Regions from separate parts of the Triticum aestivum genome. Here region 1 is linked to region 2. Evidence: chromatin contacts called from public Hi-C data. All regions are on one chromosome and are shown on one strand. The core of a region is the stretch at or near the end of the contact, and the rest is flanking DNA. Distances in the headings are between cores, read along the strand shown.

Evidence for each region. A called contact is a pair of places that touch in the nucleus more often than the background predicts.
Region 1: a Hi-C map of leaf shows a contact between it and region 2, with 3 times the contacts expected there. The contact joins the promoter of LOC123189493 here to the promoter of LOC123189490 in region 2. A contact is called at or near these places in 2 of 5 Hi-C or Micro-C datasets (both in leaf).

The regions. Positions count from the first base shown.
Region 1 is chr2A:571,767,493-571,774,250 of IWGSC CS RefSeq v2.1, forward strand. It overlaps LOC123189493 (probable amino acid permease 7), which reads right to left and starts at 1,922. Exons shown (of 7, transcript XM_044601921.1): 1 at 1,556-1,922; 2 at 1,191-1,427. The coding sequence starts at 1,643.
Region 2 is chr2A:571,371,395-571,378,813 of IWGSC CS RefSeq v2.1, forward strand. LOC123189490 (small nuclear ribonucleoprotein SmD1a) reads right to left here and starts at 4,039. Exons shown (of 5, transcript XR_006495862.1): 1 at 3,850-4,039; 2 at 3,632-3,708; 3 at 2,191-2,382; 4 at 1,933-2,110; 5 at 1,617-1,843.

The sequences.
Region 1 (6,758 bases), core at 672-3,171, 390 kb after region 2:
CCTAGTTTGTCTTCGATTTGTGAAAAAGTTTCGTCCGAACGATTTGAGGGCTAGCGTTGGAGATGCCTCAATAAAAACACACACCCTTCGAAGTTGCGACATCATGAACATCGCTGCTCCACCACTGCTTCACGGAAACCATACCTCCCCACTCTGTTGGGTGTACATCGTGCAAGCCAAGCTAGGCTTTAATCATGCCCCCAAACTCTCACGGTGTAGCCACGTTGAAAAAGAAGGTGGGCCGCCGACTTTTGGACCCGCTTGCCCCAAACTTCCAACAATGTTGGCACATCCGTATCGCTTCATTATGGACGAAGCACGTTTGGTCCACCCCCAAAAAAAAAGAAGAAGCACGTTTGGTCCGGCGGAAGAATCCACAGGGGTTACGGATTAGGGTCACAAATCAAACAGCCACGCCACGCCCACGCGGCAGCTGCACATTGGCTGTAACTTGTAAGACTTGTCTCATGCCTTCCGAGCTCAAACGGACCACCACCCCCTTCCCGTTGTTGCTTGACAGTCCCGCTAGCCATAGCCAGCTGTCCTGCTCTGCAGTCCCAAACACGAACCCGTGCACTGCGACCAGTTATATTAAAGAAATTAGTGGTCTCTAATCAGCGGGGCAGTTTGATTAGGAACGTGCCCCCAAGCCGTTTGCGCGCTCTTTTGACGAGCTCCACACAATGCCTGGTCCAGCCGCGAGATTCACGAGCCTTCTTCGATCGATCTCTTGCTCCAGTGGTGCTCGTCTCCGCTCCTGTGTCTCTCAGAGTTTGTGTTTCCTTCGCTCCGGTTACACACCAGAAGCAATAATGTGATGAAGATTGCAAGGTACAGAAGCACCATGGGCGACAGAGACATCAATGGAAAGGATAGGTAAGGAAGACAAGAAGAACAGAGACGTGACTTCATAATTTGTCCCCCCCCCCCCCCCCCCCCCTTGTGTAACACATGTAGCTTTGTTTAATACGCTAAAAAAAGATACTGTATCTTTGTTTAACAACTTGATGCCCAATGTGTGGCTATGTTGTCTCTGTCAGACTGTCACTCAATCGCGGCGAACAGTGAACGGATACAGCTACACGCTCATTAACTATAATATCATCTTGTCTGAAGATTTGGATTAGGAACAGTTGGACAGAAAAGATGCCAAGAAACGGAAAAGGACGGGCGGGACGTGGATTGCGTACCTAAGTTGCGCTCGACGGCGTGCGCGTAGGTGCGGTTGCGGTGCGGGCCGTGCTCCGGGTCCGGCGACCGGTAGCAGTCGGCGAAGATGGTGGACTGCAGCGCCGTCACGGAGGCGAACACCACCATCATGCCCGGCCCGGCCACCCACCCCAGCTGCGCCATGCTCCACGCCAGCGACAGCACCCCGGACCCGATCACCGCCGTGATCACGTGCGCCGACGCCGTCCATTCGTTCCCTGCGTTCCAATCCAATGGCGGGGTCAGCAAACATCGACGACCAAACGCAACGAGAGACAAGGATCCAAAGAAACCGATCGATGGATGGATCGACGGGGATGAGGTTCGGTCCGGGCGGGGCGCTCACCGTTCCTGACGATGTTGAGATGGCGCTTCGGCCCGTCGGAGGAGATGAGAGGGGCCGTGGCGTCGCCTCCCCCTTCGCCGAACGCCATCGTCGGAGGAATTCCGCTCCCTTCCCTTCCCGGCCGGCCGGCGGAGAGCACGGATGGGGAATCGTATCACGGAGCCTCACTGAACTGATTGGAAAACTTCTTGGCAAATGGTGGCTCGATCGGTCAGCTTTATTTGAGGAGGCACTGATGCGTCGGTGGATCGAGAGGACGAGGAAAGAGGCCTATTGTAATAACGGGAATCGCATGCGTGAGAGGCTCTGCTGTGACTGGCTCCTCGAGTGTTCGCCGCGTGTAGGCCTCCACACCGGTGTGGTGAGGTGCTGCTACTTGGCGCCGCTTGATTGCGCTGTGGTCAATTCACACGGAGGTACAGCGGGGCACTCCGTAATTGCAGCGAATCATTCGGGGCCACAGATTGTATGCGGAAACCAAATTTGGTTTTGAGAATGTTACTATGTGCGATCATTGCAGCATGCATGTTTTGTTCTTCGAACAATCGAGTATTCTGGATCTCTCCCGAACAAACCAGATTTACCTGGGCAGGGGTAAACTGTTTGGCATTTTGTGAAGTACACTAGACTTAGCTCTCCTAGAATGGACACGGTATCCGTCCGCATGCATGCTCGGACGTATCCACAAGAGGGCGGACATACAACCGTGTACCTCAAATCGTCCGGACACTTTTCAAATGGAATTTAAACAAACCACATGATTTTCATGAAAGTCCGATGATTTTCATTTAAACATCCCATATTCCTGACGTTTCTGACATATTTTATTAAACAAAAGCAGACATTGACATTTTTTTTGAAAGCGTACACCCGTAGGTATACGCGCTACTTGTATTTATACATCAAGGAAGTCAGTACATGAACTCATACAAATACAAACATACATAAAGGATACAAACAGTGCGGCTGCCACCACCAAACTGCAGCAGAGTTGGTCCATCGCCTTCTCCGTACAAGCCGAAGATGCTCAGCGCCAGTGTCTTCCGCCATCGAAACTGCTGTAGAAAACCACCGACGACGTGGAGCATGAAACCCAGAGCCGATGAAGCCCCTCGTCCTCTGGCTTTACTAAGCCGCAATAGCCTCTCAGCCTAAAGACCAGGATGAAATTCGGTAAGGATCCGGCGGCCGGAGGCAACCTCTCTCCATGAGGCGCTCTTCGAGCTGGCATCGGCTCGGATATAGGGATTTGACCACTCTGCCCACACCGAGACGGCCAGATCCACGCGCCACTACCCCGTACCGATGAACGTCACAACTGCTCGCCTTCGTGCCCGCGCACAGCTTCGTCATGCATGGCGGCTGTCGTGGACTTAACACGGCAGATGCCCTAGCAAAAGGACTTAGGTCTGGAGCCATCGCAACTAGGTTAGGTTGAAGGGGTTAAACGGAAAAAAAGACACAGAGAGTTTACCCAGGTTAGGCCCCTCTCAACAAGGTAAAAGCCTACTCCTGCTTTAGGTTGTATTGCTTGGGTTTCGATTACCATGGAGCGAATACACTTGACCTAGTTCTCGTTCAATTGTTTCTTGAGTTAACCCGCCGTCGGGTCACCCCTTTATATACAGGTTGATGCCCGGTGGCTTACAGAGTTCCGGCCGGCTCATACACACTGTGTACGGCTCGGTAACTAACTAAGCTTGCCTTACAGTACAAGTTAAACATATGGCGGCTCACATCCATGGGCCTCAAGTCGTCCCCGGGTCTTGGGCCTTCAATAAGTTTGCTCTATGAACCGCCATCTTCATGTCTTCTTGGGCCTCGTTATTTTAAGCCGCCAGTGAAATGACCCGCCCTCCCTGGGCGGGTCATACCCAGTAGTTATATCCCCAACACTAGGCCCCAGGTTGATTTGAACTTGTTCACATCAATCTTCAGCACTTGACTTAACAGAATTTTCCATCGCTAATCCCTTTCCAATTCATTATAACCCGCCTTGACGTCACATCTCAGAATTATGTTAACCGCCATGACATCATCTCACATTAACTTCACACGAAGCCCAGAACATCTCAACATATCTTTATCTTTAATGGATCTCCCGAAAATCGAGGCGTCCACGTAGCCACATAATCATTTTTTCAGCCTCCTCGATTCCTGCGCATGCCATTTATCCATCTCCTTATAAATAGGGACAGGGATCCTTTTCACTTTTTCACCCTTGCCCCTCGTCTTCGCCTTCCTCCTCGCAACGTTCCTATGCTCCCAAGCTCCGCCGCCGTCGACCTTCGTCAACTGCCTCGACTGCGGCCGCTGCATCAACCTGAACGGATTAGAGCACTGCGGCGCACTTTCGCTGTTCAACTGCATTAGTAAGTACTCCTCCTCCCATGTAGCAGATCTCCATTAGGGTTTGCCCAGTTCGTCGGAGTTTTTCTCTGTTCTTCTTTTCCTTATTTAGATCACGTAGTTGAATCTGAACATGATATTGAAGACGCGTGGTAGTAGCTTAACATCCCTTTTCCAATCGCATTAGATGTTTTTTCTGTATAAGATCCATCTGAACATATGAGTTATTCCACCGCCTTCACTTTAGGTCTAGAATTTATTTCCTTTTTCTGAACCTCTATAAATCCAAAATTTTAGCACCAATTCGTGAAATCTGTTTGTCCATGACTTAGCAAAAATCACTCATAGATCCACTCCACTGAAAACGTGTGGGTGGTTCATATAATAAACCACAACCCGCCATATAGCATTAGTCCCCTTGTTAAGCCGGCAAGATATGTTCTTCACACGCATAACCTGGTACTGTCTTCCGGTTTAGCTATGTCATTCTTAGTAGCACTTACTTTTTGATGACTAGCCGACTTAGCATCAGAATCCTTAACCCGACAATATTTTCCTTTGTAGTAAAAAATGTCTAAAGCGAAGACCGTCACCTCATGCAACTGGGTCGTTTCCTGGGTCCTCGAGGAAACATTGAACGAATATGTTCAAACGGGCGTCTTAGCCAACAAAGATGTCATCCATTGGAGGGTCCCAGGCATAGAAACCCCTCCTGAGCCCAAGGAAGATGAAGTAATTGCCTTTACTGATCATCTGCTCTGAGGTTTTACTCCTCCCGGCTCAAAAATCTTCCGTGATGTGCTGCACTTTTTCAAGCTCTGCCCTCAAGATGTTGGGCCCAATTCCATCTCAAACATTTGCAACTTTGAAGTGTTCTGCGAGGAGTACCTACAACAGGAGCCCACTATAGAACTATTCAGGGAATTTTACTATTTAAACCGGCAGACTGAGTTCACAGATGGGCTCAGCCTAGAGTTAGGTGGCATTTCGCTTCAGAGGTAGAAAGAAGCCACCTTCCCAGGCGCCAAACTGCCCAATCATCCCAAGGACTGGAACCAAACTTGAGTTTTACTGCCAAGATACTTCTCTAGAAGGAGAGAATCCTCTGCCAGGTTATCGTGAGAACCGGCTTAGCAACAGGCACCCTTTGCCAGAACGGATCAACATAGAAGAATGGGCCAAATATATGCCTGTCTTTTCAAAGATCAGAGCCTTAATGGCTAACGGCTTGACTAGAATCGATCTAGTCCGATGTTGGGTCGCATGGAGAATTCTGCCCTTAAGCCGCTGATCCGGTTTAATGTGCGAGTACACTAGAGATGCCAAAGATCCCCAACAACACTGCCATATAGTGCTAACTGATGAAGACATCAATGACATGACCAAAACCCTGCTGAACGAGAGCTTGGCAGATTGCAGCAAAACATGGTTAAATCCTTTCTGTGTAATCAACAAACCGCCAGCTGTAAGTATTCAAACGATTTCCAACTTTAGTCATCTTCCGTTGAATTATTTTCTTAGCCATTTGATTGTTGCAGGCCGACTCTTCTTTCTGGAATAAGAAACTTCAAGATAAACCGGCGAGAAAGACCCAAACAAAGAATAAGGCTCCTAAAAAGCCTGCCAAGAAGAAGACCAACCCCTCTGAGTTATTTGACTTGGATGACAATGATGAGTCGGAGGTAAAATTTGACTCCCTTCGCTCATTTCTTGTACATCTTATTGATAATGATCACTATCAGGATGATGCGGAGGCCAGCCGTGCAGACGATGAAGAGGTAATTATTCTCTCCTCCGGCTCAGAACATTTGCCAAGACAGAAAGTTCAACAATCGAGCCGGAAAGTAAGGTTTTCTCACCCTTTAGCTCATCTGGATCCCAACTTTCTTTTGAAGAAACAACAACATGAAGCTCGCCGCACAACCCAGAACATCGGCGGTGGGATTCTCTCCTCCGGCTTACCCAACACGCTGAGGGAGTCCTGGACTAAGGGGTCCTCGAGAGTCCGGCACGTGTGCTGTGAGCCAGACTGATGGGCCATGAAGACATAAGGTAGAAGATTTTCCCCCGTGTCCGGATGGGACTCTCCTCTACGTGGATGACAAGCTTAAACATCCGGATGTGTAGTTTCCTTTCTCTGTAAACCGACTCTGTACAACCCTAGGCTCCTCCGGTGTCGATATAAACCGGAGGGGTTAGTCCGTAGAGGCTATCAGAATTCATATAGGCTAGGCATCTAGGGTTTAGCCATTACGATCTCGAGGTAGATCAACTCTTCTAACCCCTATACTCATCAAATACAATCAAGCAGGACGTAGAGTTTTACCTCCATTAAGAGGGCCTGAACCTGGGTAAACATCGTATCCCTCTTGTCTCCTGTTATCTTCGATCCTCAGATGCACAGTTTGGGACCCCCTACCCGAGATCGGCCGGTTTTGACACCGACATTGGTGCTTTCATTGAGAGTTCCACTGTGCCATCGACAAAAGGTTCGATGGATCGTTCGATCATCAATAACAATGCCGTTTCAGGGGAAACTTTCCTCCCAGGTCAAATTTTTGTGTTCGGCGGCCTCGCTCTGCGTGCCAACTCGATTAGCCACCTCGAACAAATCGACAACTACGCCCCCGGTCATCAGATCATTTTAGGGAACCTAAATTATGTCGCTGATATCCGGGGAGACTTGATCTTCGAAGGGTTCACGGCCCCGATCACCGCTCTGGCCTTAGATCTGGAGCAAATTGCCAGGTCTGAAGATGGGAGTTTGGAGCCCACCGGACTCTCTGCTACAAATCTCACTATCAGAGATCCGGAGGCGATTTTGTCCTCGGCAAACTCAGAATCAGATCGGGTT
Region 2 (7,419 bases), core at 2,789-5,288:
ACATACATGCATACATAGATGCACATGAGTAGGCCGGCAAGCCGACGGCGCGCTAGCCGGCGAGGGTGTGGCTAGTTGGTGTGGCAGTCGTAGCAGGTGCGGTTGCGGCCGAGCTCGCTGAGCTTGTCGTAGCCGTGGCGGAAGACGCCCATCCCGAAGAGGACGCCGACGAGGAGCGCGATGCACAGCAGCACCAGCAGGCAGCACCCCACCCTCTCCTTGCTGTTCAACTTGAAGCACATCCTTCCTCCCCCTCCTCTCTTTTCTTCCTCTATATAAACCTTGATCTCTCTCTCTCTCTCTCTCTCTCTCTCTCTCTCTAGGCGAGCGACGGTGCTGCGGCGTGAGGGTTTTGGAACATGCAGGCAGGCAGGCTGGAGCAGCGCGGGCACGCCCTTTTATCAGAGAAAATTTTAACCCGGCAGCTACACTTTGCTCGAAAAGAGAGAGCAAAACTGATGGAGCTGGACAACTATGTAACCACTCCAACGAGCGCCCTTCTTTCTCGCTTCAACGGTGGTGTGCATGGCATCGCTTGCCAGGGAAGCTAAGACTGTGTGGAACGGTCGGTCCGCTGACGGGAAATCTCTCTCCGGGTTGCCTTTCCGCCATGCACAGAATCTCGATCCCGTGTGGCCTGGCCCAAGACACATGTCTAACAAGACGGGATTATTGATGCCGTGATGTGTCATCTTGGCATCGAGGGGCATGTGGGGGGAATCAATTTGCAGAGAGCAACAGGCGGCTCGGCTCTGCTTTTCCTCCATCTTTTGCTGCGGAATATTTGTCTTTTGCCTTTTAGATAGATAGAAGATGGAAGAGGATAATGCGTGCGGCTTGGCTGATTGGGGTTGGGGGTGTCCTCCATTGACAACGCATATGGAGGAAGACTAGGACTGGGAGGGCATGGATGGATGGACGGACGACGGGCTTGACAGGATGGAATCAATTCGATTGGGACGCGCATTTATGCGAGGGGTTATTATCAGAAATTTGTTCTAACACTTTGATAAAGCTTATAAGAAACTGATCGCCGTCGAGGTTTTAATTCGTCCCGATCCTGAAACGTAAGACGGTGAAGAGACAGAGGCAAATGCTCCGGCCAACATTTGTCCCAGACATGACACCACCATGGGCCGGCCGGCCGGCCAAACCTGTCGCTTCAAACGCATCACCCATAACGCTCGCTGCACGATTCGGCACGGCACTGTCTGAACGATGGATACATCACGACCGAGAGGTTATATCTGATTCCGCTGTGGAATGTGGCCGGTTACAGAAACTTTTACCAACTTTTTTTTTGCGAACACATTCCAAAAACTTACTTGACTATACTAAGCCTTTTGGAGTTACATTCCAGTAAGACAATTGTCTCAACAAACAAGATGGAGAGATTCCAGGATATATAAATGCTCTAAAAAAAGACCACCACAGCATCAAACGTAGCCTACGGTGAAAGAGGGAGGTGGAACCAACATCACCCACCATCTAATTGGATTTTGAGTGGGCATTGCAAGTAAAAATGAAGATTCCATTAGTTCCAAACTCATAGGAAGCAAAACCACACCGGGCAGAAAATCAAATCACAGAAAGTGATCAAGCCTAACATCGCAGCATACAGGCAAGAATTGTAGACGGGTGCATGTTTCAGATGAATATGTCAATATGTAATCTGCAATACCAGTGCCCCCATCCCAGTTTAATTTCAAGCATTGCCACAAAAGAAAAAGGGTCAGCTTCTACTCAAACACAACTTACTGCTACGCAAAAGCACAAGGGCAAGAATTCCAGGGTAACAAGTAACAGCACATGATGCCACTTAGCATTTCAAAAGTCTGGAGGCCTGCAAGTGAAATTCCCGAGAAAATGCATTACGAACAATATATAAGAACATAGGTCAAACAGGCGAGATGATTCCGCATCAACACGTACTTAGATTGACATCTTCTAACAGAACAGAAACATTCTTCGACATAGCTCGCAGAGGAAGCAGGTTACGCTGTAGGGACTTGCACTGCACGAGCTTCCAAAGCAGGGAACAATAAAGCTCAGCGCCCCCGGCCCCGGCCACGCCCACGGCCGCGTCCACGACCCCGACCCATAGGCTTCCCTGGAACAAAAGTAGGCTGGTCAGTTTACAGTTCTTGTGGAAACTGACCATAGAATAGCTGTGGTAAAAAAAAACTGTACCTGTAGTTGGCTTCTTAGACTTGACCCTGGGAGTATCCTCAACCAGCAACGTTTCCAGGTTTAAGCTATCAGGGAGGATGTAGTACCGAATGTTGTTTCCTCTCACGCTGATGTGATCAAGGGTTACAGGATTCTTCCCTTTCATTGTGAGCTTTACGGTCTTCAGATGAGTATTCATGCTTATGTCAACACCTACAAAATATGCATCAGTCAGAGGATCTGCAGTACCAGTAATCATGATCCCAATCAGTTGGTACAAAAATAGTTGCAGCAGCACGATGTTATGGGAGTTGCAAAACTGAAGAGCCAGACAGGGTCCAAACAATGATTTCCCGAATTCTACATGACTGAAGAGTAAAACTGGGCAACCCGGTTTTCTAAACTGCAACAAGAAGTTACATAATACGAATCTTCCAGGATGCATTTTTTTTCTTTTAATAAGCAGTGGAAACTTATGGAATATACTCAACAAAATCCAATTTGGCAAACATTATAAACCCTAAGGCCAGAAGACCTCAAGTAACAAAACGAATGTAGAAATATGAAAACCATTATTCCAATCTTCAAGTCATATTTCCTACAGTACCCTTTTTAAAACAAAACAAATGTTCTCCAGTTGCAAAGAAATTTCATCAAATGTTCTTACATTGTTTATTGCACCTTTCATCAAACTTAGTGCGGTGTGTTCCTCTTCTAGGTTTAATAGTATAAACATTCATCAGGGAGTAACAAAGAGGATTAGGAGGGGGCATACAGAGGTACATGATCCCAATGCATTCTCATTCTGAGCAACTAATGTATGTTACTACACTATCATAAGGAGATGACATCACTATATTCCTTGGAATAATATATAGAAGACTAAAGATTTCAATATACTCCTACCGTCCGAAAAAGCTTGTCCCAAGCTTGTTTCTCAAATGGATGTATCTAGCACTAACTTGGTGCTAGATACATTCATTTGAGTGACAAGCTTTTTCAGACAGAGGGAGTACAAAATACATCATGTATTTAACAACAGGAGTGGACAGCACCGGACACATAAGAGAAGATCGGCTGAATGTAAACGCACTCCGCACAATTCGTATGAATCAAATTGCTAATTGACCAAGCTGAACAGCCAATGCAAAGAAACATCACTAATTGTGCGCCACAAAACTAATGGAGCAAATCATCTTCATCTCAGTTCCACACTGTATGTAATAATTACCTAATCCTTCAACTACGAAAGGAAATCACTGACCATACATAGAAGATATGTTCACTTCCACGAGCTCTAAACCAAACAAAACAACGCCACACAATCAGGCAAGCACACGCAACTAGATCTCAAAAACACAAAGCACGGGGACAAAACTAACGGATCCTAGACACGGACGCGCTGAAAGAAACCCTAAAATTTCAGGATTTCACACTCGGGAGGAGTGAGGTCGAAGCATACCGGTGATGGTGCCGTGGACGGTAGTGCCGTTCTTGAGCTCGATGGTGACCGTCTCGTTGTTCAGCTTCATCAAGAACCTGCGGCCCAACACAAACGCCCAAATCCGCGGCGGGAGATTACACCGACCAGATCAGCGAGGAACGGCAAAACAAAACCAATCCGAAAGAAGGGAAGAAAAGTGGGGGGGGGGGGGGGGGGGGGGGGGGGGGGGGCGTTACCTGACGAGCTTCATCTTGGCGGCGGCCGGGAAGATGCGGAGGAACGGAGGCGGACAGAATCGGAGGAGCTCGAGCTGTTTGCTTTCTCGGAGCGGGAGGGCAAAACCCTAGTTTGAAGGCTGACCTGGCTGGTTGCTGGTGAGTCGGTTCACTTGGGCCGGGCTTTACGTCTTAGGCCTCGGTAGAGGCCGTGAGGCCACTGCGCTTCTCAGAAACAATACGCTGGCACCGACTATTTTTGTTCCCCAACAAACTAACAAAGCCTGTTGTTTTCTCAAAAAGAAACTATTCGTGTGTAGAAGGTACCTACTCCCTCCGTTCGAAATTACTTGTCATTAAAATGGATATATCTAGAACTAAAATACATCTAGATACATCAATTTCAACTACGAGTATTTCCGAACGGAGGGAGTAGGTTTCTAGGGTTTCAGTACCATGCCGGCCATTTTCTGTGTCCGACGAGGGCATCTCTTTTCAAACTTTTTCCTCGTGATGATAACTGGTTCTCCATGAATACTTAGTTCAGGCTGATCATAGGGCTGGTTAGTCCAGCATTCTGCCCTTGGCGAGCGGTTTGGTTAGAATTCTAGATTGGTTTGAGTCCATAAGAGATGTACCACCGTCAGAAGGCCAGATTGTGTTTACTAAAGGGAAGGAAGAGCCCAACATTTCAGGCACCATGCTTGAGCCCAATTTGGAGTGTTGCAGAGTCTTTGATCTGAAGGAGAAAGGCACTGTGAGTGTTCACAAGGACCAAAGGTTTGAACAATCCGAATAAGGCTTCTAACTGCTAAGTCATTTGGTCAGAACTCGTCGCAAACTACGATGTAGTTTGCTTGGGCGGTGCTGCATGAAGTGCGCTTTAGGATTGTGGAGGACATCCTATTTTTCATGTTACAATTTGATTGTCGGTATCACATCATGTATGAGGAGCCCTAGAACTTTTGGATTTTTTATTGATACCGGCAAGTGCGATGGCGTTACAAGGAATGTTGATATGACACTAGATTAGTTACATGTTAACTTGGTGACTAATCTTGCAATGAAGGTGAGGAAGTTGTTGTTGGGGAACGCAGTATTTCAAAAAAAATCTACGGTCACGCAAGATCTATCTAGGAGACACATAGCAACAAGATGGGAGAGTGTGTCTACGTACCCTCGTAGACCGAAAGTGGAAGCGTTTAGTAACGCGGTTGATGTAGTCGAACGTTGTCGGTGTCAAAACCGGCGGATCTCGGGTAGGGGGTCCCGAACTGTGCGTTTAAGGCGGATGGTAACAGGAGGCAGGGAACACGATGTTTTACCCAGGTTCGGGCCCTCTTGATGGAGGTAAAACCCTATGTCCTGCTTGATTAATATTGATGATATGGGTAGTACAAGAGTAGATCTACCACGAGATCAGAGGGGCTAAACCCTAGAAGCTAGCCTATGGTATGATTATATGTTGTTGTTGTTGGTGTTGGTGTGTCCTACGGACTAAAACCCTCCGGTTTATATAGACACCGGAGAGGTTAGAGTTACACAAGGTCGGTTACAAAGGAGGAGATACACATATCCGTATTGCCTAGCTTGCCTTCCACGCCAAGTAGAGTCCCATCCGGACACGAGACGAAGTCTTCAATCTTGTATCTTCATAGTCTAACAGTCCGGCCAATGGAGATAGTTCGGCTGTCCGGAGACCCCCTAATCCAGGACTCCCTCAGTAGCCCCTGAACCAGGCTTCAATGACGATGAGTCCGGCGCGCAGTATTGTCTTCGGCATTGCAAGGCGGGTTCCTCCTCCGAATACATCACGGAAGAATTTGAATACAAGGATAGTGTTCGACCCTGCAAAATAAGTTCCACATACCACCGTAGAGAGAATAATATTTTCACAAATCTAATTTGTTGACTTGTTTTGGCAACATGACATTAAGCCGTGGTTGGGTGATTATTCGAACCGTTTCCTTTAACTAGCCCCGCACATAACGCGAGGCAGTTTTTGACACGTCTCGTCGAAGTAGAGATCGTGTCCCTTTATTACGGGATTCTCATCAATACGGGCGTGGGTAACCCAACCGTGTCTAGGACTCCTAGATTATAGGCAAGTCCCAAACGGCTACGGAGAGGACGCTTGATATTCACCCTCTTTATAAAAGGGACAAGGCTTTTACTTTTTTTCCTTCCGTGCTCAATCGAATCCTTTCCCCGTCTCGAGTTCTAACACCCAAAGCCCAGGTCAGGTGCTCCGGACCTTCAATCATGTCCGGATCTAGCCTTCAAGGCCAATGGATGCCCTCCTCCATTACGGAAGAAGACATCAAGAAGTTGAGGGAGGCCAGATACCTGACCGCCGAGGTTACGCATCGGCTGCCTGCCCGAGGGCAGGTCGTCCCTACTCCTGAACCCAATGAAGACGTCGTGTTCATCTCCCACCTCCTCCGAGGACTAGGCCTCACTCTGGATCCCTTCGTTAGGGGGTTGATGTTTTATTACGGGCTAGATTTCCACGATCTAGCCCCGGACTCCTTTCTCCACATCTCGACATTCATTGTCGTGTGTGATGCCTTCCTCCGCGTTACCCCTCACTTTGGCATGTGGCTCAAGACCTTTGACGTGAAGCCGAAGATGGTCGAGGGGCAGTATGCAGCGTGTGGAGGCGCATTAATAAGCAAGGTAGTAGGAGCTCCGTGGACCAAAGGCTCCTTTCCAGAGGTGTCCGGATTATGGCAACATGAGTGGTTTTACATCACAGCTCCCAGAAGTGCCAAGTGGGTGGCTGCCCCTGCTTTCCGCTCAGGCCCTCCACCACAACTGATGTCATGGATTAGCAGAGGGCTGAGCTGGGGTCCTGCCAAGGACGTGCCTATACTACAAAGCCGCATCCAAAATCTCTTCGAAGGAGATTTCAGTTTGATTATGGTGGCGCAAGTCATGCTGGTTCGTCGAGTCCACCCTTGCAAACGCCGGCCCCTCCGCATGTGGGAGTTCAACCCAGAAGGGCCGCGTACTATTCAGAATTTCCTCGGCCTGACGCACAAGGAGATGTACAAATCATTCTTCGGACCCCAAATAGAGTGTCCGGATACTATCGAGGACATGGGCCTGAGCAGCAACCGTACCACCGACCAAGTAAGTAATCCTTTAGCCGAACACACCGTCTTTTATTTACCACGACGTCATTCTAAGAAGTCGCTCTTTGACCATGACTGGCTAACTAAGGCGAAGATGATTCGGTGTTCGGCCCCCCTTCCTGAGGGTTTGGAGAATCCGGTACTGGAAAAGATGCTCGAGCTAGCACCCTGCTCGGAGCCCTCAAAGGAAGATAAAGGGGGGGGGGATAATGAGGTCAAAAGTGGGCCCCCATCGCTACCAATTCCAACCGAGGGAATGAGCACCTCCGTGAAGGAGGATAACCGAGGAGAAGAATCCGACCTTCTCTCGCTTCGGGGAAGGAAGAGGACTGCCTCTAAAGATCCGGAAACCGAGGCTTCCAAACGGGAGAAGAAGTCTCCACTAGAGGGTCCTGCATTGGAGGGTGCTTTTGCCGCACAAAGTCCGCGCGAGGATCAGCCCTCCAACGAGCTGTAA